Regions from separate parts of the Mus musculus genome. Here regions 1 and 3 are each linked to region 2. Evidence: chromatin contacts called from public HiChIP or PLAC-seq data. All regions are on one chromosome and are shown on one strand. Each heading gives the region's core, a stretch centred on a gene start, on an enhancer-like site or on the middle of the called end of the contact. The rest is flanking DNA. Distances are from core to core; before and after follow the strand shown. Region 1 has its middle 130 kb from the start of Gm5087. Region 2 holds the start of Cadps (Ca2+-dependent secretion activator). Region 3 holds the start of Fezf2 (Fez family zinc finger 2).

Region 1 (3,873 bases), core at 1,065-3,564, 330 kb before region 2:
TAAAAGAGTGGTCTTTTGATCTGCAAGAGATTAGCTATACAGAGAGTTTTTTCAGAAGTGAAAGCGAGAATGGTCTGGAGCATAGGGTTATTTGGAAAGCTGTCTCAAGCAGAACATAGGCTGACAGCTTGTACTCCATGATTTGACTTCAAGTCACTCCCCAACCCCCTTGCTCTCAAAACAAAACAAAACAAAACAAAACAAAAACAAAAAACCAAAAAAAAAAAAAAAAAAAACCACTCCTTTGTTGTGGATAGCCCTGGGGCTAATTATGTTTGATGTTAATTCTATTCTCCTGTAAGTAGCTACAAATAAGGGGTGAGTCAGTGCTCAGGTGATTTCCTGTAAACCTGCTTCCCACCTTAATTTGTAAAATAAAGGAGAGCTGATGATTGGGCAGATAAAAGGGAAGGTGGAGCAGAAGCACATGCACATGGCTTGGAGAAACTGCAAGTTCTAAGGGGTCTCAGATGTGGAAGATGGTAGTGTAGCCTTAGATTTGCCCAATCTAGGTGCACAGCATGTGATCATATTAACTGTGTTTTCATTGCAGGGGCATATTTGGGAGAAGATTTACTGCAACACCCTTCTCTCAGTAATCTGTCTTCAAGCAGAGGCTTGTCCTTGGCAACCTTATGATTTCCTTGGGTACCAAGTACACAGGTGGTACACATGCATACATAGATACAGGAAGAATACTCATACACAGAAAATAAAATAAATAAGTTTGAAAAAGTTAAAGCTTCCCACCTTTTCTTTTATATATTAATGGGCATCACAGAGAAGATGCATTGCTACATGTAGACACTCATATTGACTCACTTGAGAGCCAAGAATCTCACTTTCAGTAAGCGCTCTTGGGTGTCAGTCATAAGTGGTGGATGCACAAGACATACCAAGTAATCACTTGGGAAACAGGAATCTTAGAACAAGAAGAAAAGTTGAAAATATCTAGTAAAGAGCAGGAGCCAAACCACCTCTGAATCTGTAAAACTACAGTTTTGTAGACTGTAGCCCAAAGTGAAATTTTGCCTGTCCACATCTTATGGAACACAAGCAAATTCAATGAGCCTGTGTGGAAGTGCCCACTGTCATTACAGTAGCAATTAAGTGGCTGAGGCAAGGACTCACACTCTCAAGTACTTAGTACTGAGAAAAGTTTAGCAAACTTCTCTGGCAACCATGAGAATGAACAGAGAGTATTTGCAGTATTTCCGGGATAAGCTAAGTGTTCACTCACCATTTTCAGTCAATGTGTGTCTCACTTCCAGATGAAAACTCATTGAAGAGAGAAACTGAGTGAACTTGGGTGAGACACCCAGATACTTTCCATTGAGAGCTAAGCTTCATAGCTTCACACTACTGAGACACCATCTAATGTGTAGGGTACTAAACCCAAAGCAAGCCCAAGGAACTCTTACTGAAAAATGAAGTACAGGTGCCAGGCTGGAAAAATCATTTTTGTTACCATGGTATCATGGTATATCTGGCAGCAATATACTTCTAAAGTCCTAGTGAACATTACTGACCTACGATGCATGGTATGCAAACTTCCACAAGAGAGCCTTTTGGCAATTCAGACTTGTGCTTCAGCAAAATTAAAATACACACATGGCCGTAACAGTCAAAGAATTTTCAGGTGTTGATTACTAGGTAAAACAAAACAGAACACAAATTTAAATTCCAGAGGATTGGCATAATTCTTTTCTTTAATTTCTAGAAATTTAGAGACCACACTGACAGTGAACAGTGGCTTTGTAGAAGACTGCCTCTGTGAGCAAACCGGGTAACATCCTTATTATTTCATTTCTCAAGCCTCCCCTCAGTAGCTGTCTCACAACATATCCATGGGGTAAGCAATGGAACAGATGTTAAAATACTTTTAGAATAGTTGAGTATCTTAAATGAATAAAAGAAAATGAATGGAAAATCACTAGACAAAAGTAAGGACTAATTAAACATCCAAATAGTTGGGCTAATGATCTAGCTCCATAGTATAGCACCTACTTTGATGATGAGGCTTTGGGTTCAAATCTGGTATCAAGAGCCCAACCCTAAATCCAAACAGCTTTAAACAGCACTGTTTGCCTGTCTCTGAATGTAACACGTACAATAGACTTTAAAGAGCTAGCTGGCTGTGTATCATTTTTTCCTATAGCCTACAAAGACTGGTTTCTCTTTCTTAACCTTACCTCTTGATGGGTGTGGTCACATTGGTCACCTGACAAAGTTAGACAATACTAAGGTTGATGCTTTAGGGGGAAAGTATTGTCATTAAGATGCTAGTGCTTTCTTCTTTTCTCAAGCACAGATCACTGGAGAAAATTGTCAAAACCTTTATTCAGACTGGCTATGCCCTCCCAGGTCAGCCTTGCTCCCATCACCATAATAACCCACTTTCACTTTATTCAGAAGTTAATTTAAGCTGATTTTCAGCTGGTGCTTTTGTATTCTTCATTACAGCTCCTACCAGCACAGGATGTGTTGTCACAAGTTGAATCCAAACTTCTGGCTCTATGCAATGATAGTAATGACAATCATAACTACAGACTCTTAAAATGGTATCAAGCACTGTATTCAGATGCACTGTGTTCAGATGGCACCATTTCACTTCCCTGGGGCAAGGTACTTAGCAACACTTCACAAATGGGGAAATTAAGGCCAAGAGATATTATGGGACAGGGTCAAGGGCAGCTTGTAAATGCTGCCACTTAATTTTAAACTGTCAAAAGCTCCTAAGGCAGCTCTCCCAAGGACAAAGCATGGTCCTTCAGTTTTGCAGTAAATCTCTCCATCCCAAATATGCCCTGGCAATGAAAACACAACTCAGTTAATGTGATTATATATTAACTGCCTAGATTGGGCAGATCTACTGCTATACTACCATCTTCCACATCTGTGCAACCCCTTAGAACTTGCCATGTGCTTCTGCTCTGCTCTTTTTTCTTCTTCCTTCTCTGAATCCTTTTCCTCTTCCATTTTCTCCTTCTTCCCTCTTCCACCTTCCCTTTTATCTGCCCAATCGTTAGCTCTCCTTTATTTTACAAATTGAGGTGGGAAGCAGGTTTATAGGAAATCACCTGAGTGCTGACTTATTTGTTGTTCTTTGTTTGAAGCCACTCACAGGAGAACGAAATTAACATCAAATATAATTAGCCCCAGGGCTATCCGCAACACTTTAGTTCTCAGCTTTATCAAATAAAAGGCAGCCCCACTGTTGCTTGGGACAGAAAAAAAGTTTAACTACAGGAAGCTAGAAAGTGTTTCAACTCAGATCAATTTCCCTCAATTCAATCATAAAATAAAGTTAAGGAGAGAAATGTGGATGACCACCAGAAGGCAGCAACAGAGAAGTGCAGAACTTTACCCAGCATGCTGACTGGGAAAGGCAAATCATCTGACATGGAACTGTTTGCTTTCAAGCTGCATGTCTGGTAGAACCTAACCATGACCTCGAAAAGCCACCATGTTTTGCACTTTTAATGCAGTTCTTAGGAAAGGAGGAAGGAAGAAGAAAGGGATGAGAGGGGAGAAGGGCAGAGAAAGTGCTACCATTTGTTGTGGCCATAAACCTGAATTTCTCTGGGAAGAGAAACCTGTGGCCTGCAACCTGAATTTCTCTGGGAAGTGTGCCCTCCCCTCTGGTATACAGAATTAGCAACTTTGGTACGGTTGTCTTGAAGAGGACTGAGAAGATTGATCACGACCTAAAGAGAAAGCTCCCCACCTCCCACCAATCCTAACGTGGCAGTGTATCAGGGGCATGAGTGGATGGCTCTTTTGCAGTTTGTCAGCAGTGCTTGACTGTTTCTCTGGTCCATACTTCTCTAGCTAGCTGTCCTCTCAATAGCACCATTTAGAGATCAAAGGCAG
Region 2 (3,484 bases), core at 935-3,434:
AAAAGGTGGATATTGCATTTCTACATTAAGGACTATTTGGAATAAATAACAATCCCCCAAAATCTGCAAAAGTATAAAACCAAGCAAAATCTTATTACATCATTTCATGAAGTGTAAATAGATATACAGACAGAATTCACATCACTGTCTTCACTGTGTAATAATTAAATGTACAAACTGTTACAGGGAACATATTTGATCAATTAATGATCTCTGTCTGGTCTTAGCACACTTTCCTCAAATTAGTTCCTTCTCCCTAAACAACCTCTTTATATGCTAAGCGCAGTCTCTCTGTATGGTCAAATGCATTATAATCCAGCTTTCTTTGTCCTCTTCACTCACCCATAGGGGAGCTCTACAAAGCTCTGTACTTTTCTTCCTGTGTCCTGTCATTACATCTCTCTGAGTCACCACTTCAACCTACAATATCCATTCCCCATGTTCCCTCTTGAAAGTTTCATTCTCTTATTTGATAATATAGTTCACTATATCCCAATTTGCTTTATTCATGAGAACCTTTTTCCATTTACAAACCTAGATTTGTTGACATTATGTTCGAAATAAACGTGCCGCACTTCTTTGTGTCTCCCAAAGGAGAATATACTCTTGTGAGAATCTTCTGAATGTTCCATGTCCAGAAGCACTTAGAGCAGTTCATTAACAAAAAAAAAAAAAAACAACCAAAAACCAAAAACCAAAAAACAAAAAAAAAACCAAAACAACAACAACAACAACAAAAAGCTTACTAACAGCTGTTGATCCACTGACTGGATTACCATAGTTTTCTGCTCCAGACAAACTGGTAAACATGTTTTATTTCCTCAGAAGAGTTTAATAGAACTGGTAGACTGTCAAAGTTTTCACACTGTTCAATTTTAAAATGTTAAATGAATTTTAAAAAGTGGGCCATTAAAAAATAAAGGCCATAAAAGCTTTATCTTTTATGTATGATAAAAACCAAATACTAGCAGTGAATATATTACTTAATTCAAAAAATGAAGAGAAATTTTTGGAGTGAAGTACAGATACATTTTGCTTTGAGTTCATTCACATATTTAATCAGGTTTACCAGAAAGCTTATAGTAAAACTCGTGGTAGATTGTAAAACACAGAACAACAGTTGTTATTTAAAATTTAAAGTCATGCTACTCATTTATAAAAAGCAGCTGATAAGGGAATTAGAAAATATGCGAGCATACAAGCTGAAGACTAGGTCTTTAACTGGTTTTCTGATGCATCTAAATTCTCTGGTTAGGTTCAGCACGCTGGCCAGCTCCCCCGTGCCTTCTGGTCCCTGTTGGCTTAAGAAAGGAAGGATTCCAGAATAAAGGCATCATCTGTATTAATAATGACATCATTTATATTAATAATGACAATTCCACAACTCAAAGTAAAGACAGTGTAACAGAGACAGTAAATTCGAAATTGCTGCTGCCGAGTTTGGGGGGTGTCTGATTTGGTGTGTGTGGTTCCTGTTCCTTCCCTCAGATCTTCATGGAGGAAGGAAGGGCTGAACAGCCAGAAACCTGGCAAGGTTCAGCAGAAAATACACGGACTTCTAGAGACTGAAAAAAGCTTCACTGACTTGGAGTTGGGGACGTTTGATTTCTACTTAAATAGCCGAACTTCATGATCCATACATTAATTCACTCTGATTTGATGCATTTGTATTTTACAGTGGTATTGATTGTTGGAATAGAGGTTTACACAGATGGAAAAAAAAAAAAAAACACACACTGCCTCCCCTTCCCACTGCTCCCTCCCAGCCACCACACCCCAGTTGAGAAGTCTGAAGGTAACATCTCACTGAATTCCTCTTTCTGTGACCTTTGGACGCCTGCAGAAAGCCTGGTTTTTGCTGGTCAGAAGCTACCATTGGCTTCTTTATTTTCCCTCCCCACCCCTGGAGGGAAAAAAAAAAACTTTTTGTCCCCGGGAGGGGAAAAGAGGACGAGGTAAAGAGAAGTGGTCTAAATAGGACAGGGGGCAAGGAAGACTGGGGGGCATGAGGGTCAAAAGTAGTGAAGCTCTTTTGGGGCGCACCGCACTTCCCCCCTCTAGGCCTTTGCAGTCGCCCTCTCCGCCGCGGACACTGGAGAGTTAAGCCAATAAACACGTAAGCGCCGCTCGCTCCCCAATCGGCAAGATGCCTCTCCTGCTCTTGGCTGCATCGACAGCTTGCAACACTCGGCATCTTTTCTGGAGGCGCCTTCTTCAGCGGCTGCAGATGGCATCCGGCTGCGGGCTCCGGGCTCGCAATTGATTCTCGCCCTTGCCCACCTCGGGTGCACACACGCACCTCTCCCTTCTCCTCCTCCCCTCGCGCTCCTGGGTCTGCGCTCAGCTCGCGCTCGCCGGGCGGAGGAAGCAGTCGCGGCGGCCGAAGCTGAGCAGCAGCGCTCGCTCTCCCTGACCTAGGAAGAAGCGCCTACCCGGACAGCCGACCCTTGGCTGCCTCCAGCGCCCCCCACCTTTTGCACCCCAAGGCGGGGGCTCCGGGGACCCCCCTCTCCCAGGCGCTACCATGCTGGACCCTTCGTCCAGCGAAGAGGAGTCAGATGAGATCCTGGAAGAGGAGAGGGGCAAGGATGTGCTGGGCTCGGCCGCGTCTGGAGCGCGCCTGTCTCCCAGCCGCACCAGCGAGGGCTCGGCAGGCAGCGCCGGGATGGGGGGCAGTGGCGCCGGGGCCGGGGTGGGCGCCGGCGGCGGTGGGGGTAGCGGCGCGAGCAGCGGCGGCGGGGCCGGGGGGCTGCAGCCCAGCAGCCGCGCCGGCGGCGGCCGGCCTTCCAGCCCTAGCCCGTCGGTGGTGAGCGAGAAGGAGAAGGAAGAGTTGGAGAGGCTGCAGAAGGAGGAGGAAGAGAGGAAGAAGAGGCTGCAGCTGTACGTGTTCGTGATGCGCTGCATCGCCTACCCCTTCAACGCCAAGCAGCCCACCGACATGGCTCGGCGGCAGCAGAAGGTAGGTGCGCCGCGAGGCCGGGGAGCGGCGCCTTATTGTCGCCCGGCAAGCGGGCGGGGCGAACAATAGGAACCCGCGGCGCAGCTGGCTAGGAGGAGCTGGGGAAGGTGAAGACCGCGCCCTGGGATTAGGGGCCCCGTCTTGCCACCGCCCAGCTTGACTCGGGAGATGTCCCTGGGATGTGACAGGGGCCTACGGCACAGGGCTGCGCGCACGGGCCTCCCTGTGGGGGGAGCCAGGCGGGAAAGTCCCGCTCGCTCTGTGACCTAAGTGGCGCGGGAAGTGACTTGCAGCTGGCAGCTCTCACAGAGGCCTTGTCTCTTTCGGAGCTCCCTGCGCTCCCGAGTGGCGGCGGCTGCGTTGCGCTCTGGCCCGCCCTCCGGGGCGTGCACTAGGCGGGCGCAGGCTCCTGGCAGGTCAGGGCGCGGGTGTGGAGCTCTAGCATCGCTGGACTCTTGGGGCAGCGGGCAGCCGCAGGGGCACGCAGGGGAGAAAAAAAAAAAAGCCAGCCCAGGAAGCGAGTTT
Region 3 (3,528 bases), core at 224-2,723, 480 kb after region 2:
CAACCCTGTTTGCTCATATTATACCCACCGTAATCCTCTTAAACTGCCTTTGCGGCTACAAAGCTCTTGGTCTTGCAAAAGCCGGCTGGCAAGATATAATTGTCCGACGAACAAAAACAGCCAAAAGTTTTCAAAAACCCCATGCACAGCCCCTCTTTTCCCTAAACCTAATTCTCTCCTTCTCTAGCTAGCCCCCCCCCCCCCATAAGAACCCTCAGCCTCGACCACTTTTGTTGTCACCAAGAGCACCCGGCCTGTTGAAAGTGCTGGAGCTTCTTTGAGCAGTTTGTTGTGATACGCAGGTGGAATGGTCTGCAAACATGAATTCAGCCCCTCCAAACCCAGCGCCGAGCGCTCTGCTTTTGTGCGCCCGGCACAAAAACGCTGAATTCCTCCGAACTTACTTGGGGCCTGTCTAGAAAAGAGCCTTTTCTTCCCTCTGCTTGTACCTCTGGCCACACTAAGTCTTTGCCCGCCCCCCTTCAGACCCCCTCCTTCTCCCCTCTGATAATCCTTCTTTTTATTTTAGAAAAACACAAAACCCGGTTCCACGCGGTGCTTTAGTGGCTAAAAGTGAAAGAGCTGCCTTGGCAGAATTCAGCTCTATGAATCACTTCGGAAAATTGGTTCGACTGAATGGCCTTAGGAGGAAAAACGTTTTAATAGGATCCAGGGGAGGTTCTGCTGTTTCAATCTGCTCCTTAAACAGGTGGAGATTGGACCTTCTCAATTATACAAACAGTAAGTACCCAACAGCGGGAGAGCTGCCCTCCGAATCCTCCCCGCACGCAGCCCTAAACCAGGCGCAGAGCCTGCCTTTGCCTCTCAAACCCGATCACAAATCAGCAATTCGGATCGATTAGCTTCTCAAAGAGCCCTAGGCCTCTCAGGGCAAGAATCCCCCAGCCCTACTGAAAAAGTGGGCCAGAGAGCTGCAGGCGCACCCACCCTTCCCCAGGTCCCCAGGACCCCGGCACGCCGCCTGCCCTCCCGGACTCTTCGAGGTCGTCCTTAGGCGGCGGGGAGCTCTCTCTCGACCTCCGACGCCAGCCAAGGCGAGCTCGTTGCTTTTGCATAAATTAATATTTCCCCATTAACAAGTTCCCCCCTCCAAACGCGACGCCCGCGTCCATGCGCCACATCCTAATGAGGTAATTATCATTTGCGCGTGTTCGGGGCTGGCGCTGGCTCCGTAGGTAAATGGCAGTTTATTAGCACGGTGCCCAGTTCGGCTGCGCAGGGCTAAGGGATACTTTGGTGATTAGACGGACACCAGGGGCCCTTTGAGGTAGCGCGTCGGGGACACCCCGCCTTCCCCGCGTACCCTAAAACTGTAGGCCCCCCAAAGTTGTGAATCACCCAAGGAACTCTGCCTAGGTTTGGGTTTGGGCGGCCCCCACCTCCTTCCACCGGCAAAACCATCACGATTCTTCCCCCTCCCCCCTCCCTCTCTTCCCTCCTTCCCGATTCGCAAACCGCTCGCACTTTCCCGAAGGGAGCGCGGGCGCTAGTTGCCTCCTTTAAAGTTTGAGGGGCGGTGGCGGCGGCCGGCAGGCGCGGGGGAACGCAGGGTCCTCAACGGGAGTCGCGCCGCCGCCCATGTCATTCCACTTCAAGTGACTTCATGTGATGTCAGCTGAATGTAAAAGACAGTGATCTCACGCGGAGGGGAAGATGTTTGCCATCAAAATGTGACAGAAGAGACACGCTGCATGGCTCGGAACGCATCTCCTTGGCGGTGGGGGAAAGAGGTAAAAGCGAGGTGGTTCTTCCGGCCCTCTTTAACTTTGCTCTTTCAGTGCCCAGTTCCCAGCACGCGTGGCGAAGGCCTGGGTCCAGGGAAGGGCTGGGAGTGTTAATTTGAGACTCCTTTCTTCTACCCCTTCTCCTTTCCTTTGTACAGCCTCCCCCTTCTTCCCCCTTTCATAGTCCCAGGGCAATAGCTGGTGGGTTCCTTTGCGCGCCGGGTTAATGGGCGGTAATTTGGTACCCTTGGGTGCACTTTGTTCTGCTTCTGTTCATTTGAATGCAAATGGGTGACCGGGCCGACTAGGTGCTTATTAAATTGCGGTTTCCCCCCTGCCTTTTCCGGAATGCAGACTTAGAGGAGAGAGGCTGTGCCCTGGCCCAGCCTGGCCCAGCTTGGCGCGCCATGGCCAGCTCAGCTTCCCTGGAGACCATGGTGCCCCCGGCCTGCCCGCGCGCTGGAGCGTCACCGGCCACTTCTAAAACACTAGCTTTCTCTATCGAGCGCATCATGGCCAAGACGTCCGAGCCCCGAGCGCCTTTCGAGCCCCGGCCTGCTGCGTTAGAGGCAGACAGCAGCCAGAGCAAGAAACTGCTCAACCTCTGCTCGCCGCTGCCCTGTATGATCCCTCTCCAGCCTCTAGGCTACGAGGTGCCGTCCAAGACGCTGCTCAGTTACTCGGAGTTCTGGAAGAGCAGCCTCCGGGCGGGCGGCGGTGGAGGAGGAGGCAGCGGCGGGGGGGCCCCAGTGTGCGGCGCCAGCGGCTTGTGCAAAACCAACTGTGGCGTGTGCTGCAAGGCCGAACTGGGCCTCGCGCCTTCTGCGCTGCCCGCCGGCAGGGTCATCAAACCGCAGGTCATCAACCAGGCTGTGGGGCTGCCTGCCAGCGGCTCTCTCTACTACTTCAACTACCTGGACTCCACCGCTTACCCACCTTCGGAGCTCCTCGGAGGCCACCTTTTCCCATCCGGCCTCCTCAACGCACAGGCCCCCACTTCCCTGGCTGCTCACCCCAAGCTTTTTCTGCTGGAGAACGCCAAACTGGCCAGCCTGGCTGCGGACAAGTTCCCCCACCCAGCTTCCTATCCCCATAAGGAGCGCTTGCATGCGCCACTGGAGCAGGTGCTGAAGGAGAACTCGGCCTTGACAGCTGAACGAGGGGGAGTCAAGAGCCACAGCAAACTACCGGGGGGCTCTACTGACAGCAAACCCAAAAACTTCACCTGCGAAGTGTGCGGCAAGGTGAGGCCTACGGTTCTGGGGGGAGGGAGCTAGTAGCCCCTGACTTTCTTGGGCTGCCTTGTACACCTTTCTCTCAAGCAGAGGAGCTTCCCAATAGCTGCGCGCTCCGTTCGATGCTCAGTTGAGCCTCAGTTTCCTATTCTGTAAAATGGGGCTGTAAAATCGCCACACAGTTGACAAAAGGACTTGCTGGCTTCAGATGGGATGGTTGGTTAAGGGAGGTAAATTGTAGCCTCCGGGCCTGATTCTAGGCCCTTGGCAGACTCAGCCTAAGTTCCGCTCTCATCCTTCCATAGGTGTTCAATGCTCACTATAACCTCACCCGCCACATGCCTGTCCACACCGGAGCTAGACCGTTTGTGTGCAAAGTCTGTGGCAAAGGCTTCCGCCAGGCCAGCACTCTCTGCAGACACAAAATTATCCATACCCAGGTACGTGGCCCCTAGATCAGGCCCAGTCGGCGAACATCACTGCCCTAGTCTGAGCGGTAGTATTGGATTCTCCTTAACCTTGGTGGGGGGCTCTACTGTCCCTTGCCT

Evidence for each region. HiChIP or PLAC-seq counts read pairs in DNA pulled down with a chosen protein or histone mark.
Region 1: an H3K4me3 HiChIP or PLAC-seq map of embryonic stem cells shows a contact between it and region 2, with 17 read pairs. The contact joins the enhancer-like site here to the promoter of Cadps in region 2. A contact is called at or near these places in 6 of 39 promoter capture datasets (the 3T3-L1 cell line, 3T3-L1-derived adipocytes, embryonic stem cells and 1 more), 3 of 484 Hi-C or Micro-C datasets (all in embryonic stem cells), 7 of 115 datasets of contacts at active chromatin or transcription factors (astrocytes, embryonic stem cells, forebrain and 1 more) and 1 of 9 other capture datasets (pancreatic islet).
Region 3: a contact with region 2 is called in an H3K4me3 HiChIP or PLAC-seq map of embryonic stem cells, with 5 times the contacts expected there. The contact joins the promoter of Fezf2 here to the promoter of Cadps in region 2. A contact is called at or near these places in 2 of 39 promoter capture datasets (both in embryonic stem cells), 10 of 484 Hi-C or Micro-C datasets (all in embryonic stem cells) and 4 of 115 datasets of contacts at active chromatin or transcription factors (all in embryonic stem cells).

Annotation. Positions count from the first base shown.
Region 1 is chr14:13,148,207-13,152,079 of GRCm38.p6, reverse strand. No RefSeq gene overlaps it. Among named protein-coding and RNA genes, the nearest start is that of Gm5087, 130 kb to the left of the region's middle. Within about 2 kb of position 2,314, at least 5 of the 459 cell types and tissues checked have an H3K27ac peak or open chromatin away from gene starts, as enhancers often do. A contact at or near this core is called in embryonic stem cells, where this site is marked.
Region 2 is chr14:12,821,779-12,825,262 of GRCm38.p6, reverse strand. Cadps (Ca2+-dependent secretion activator) reads left to right here and starts at 2,184. Exons shown (of 31, transcript NM_001042617.1): 1 at 2,184-2,959. The coding sequence starts at 2,525.
Region 3 is chr14:12,343,810-12,347,337 of GRCm38.p6, reverse strand. Fezf2 (Fez family zinc finger 2) reads left to right here and starts at 1,473. Exons shown (of 5, transcript NM_080433.3): 1 at 1,473-1,751; 2 at 2,100-2,989; 3 at 3,286-3,420. The coding sequence starts at 2,153.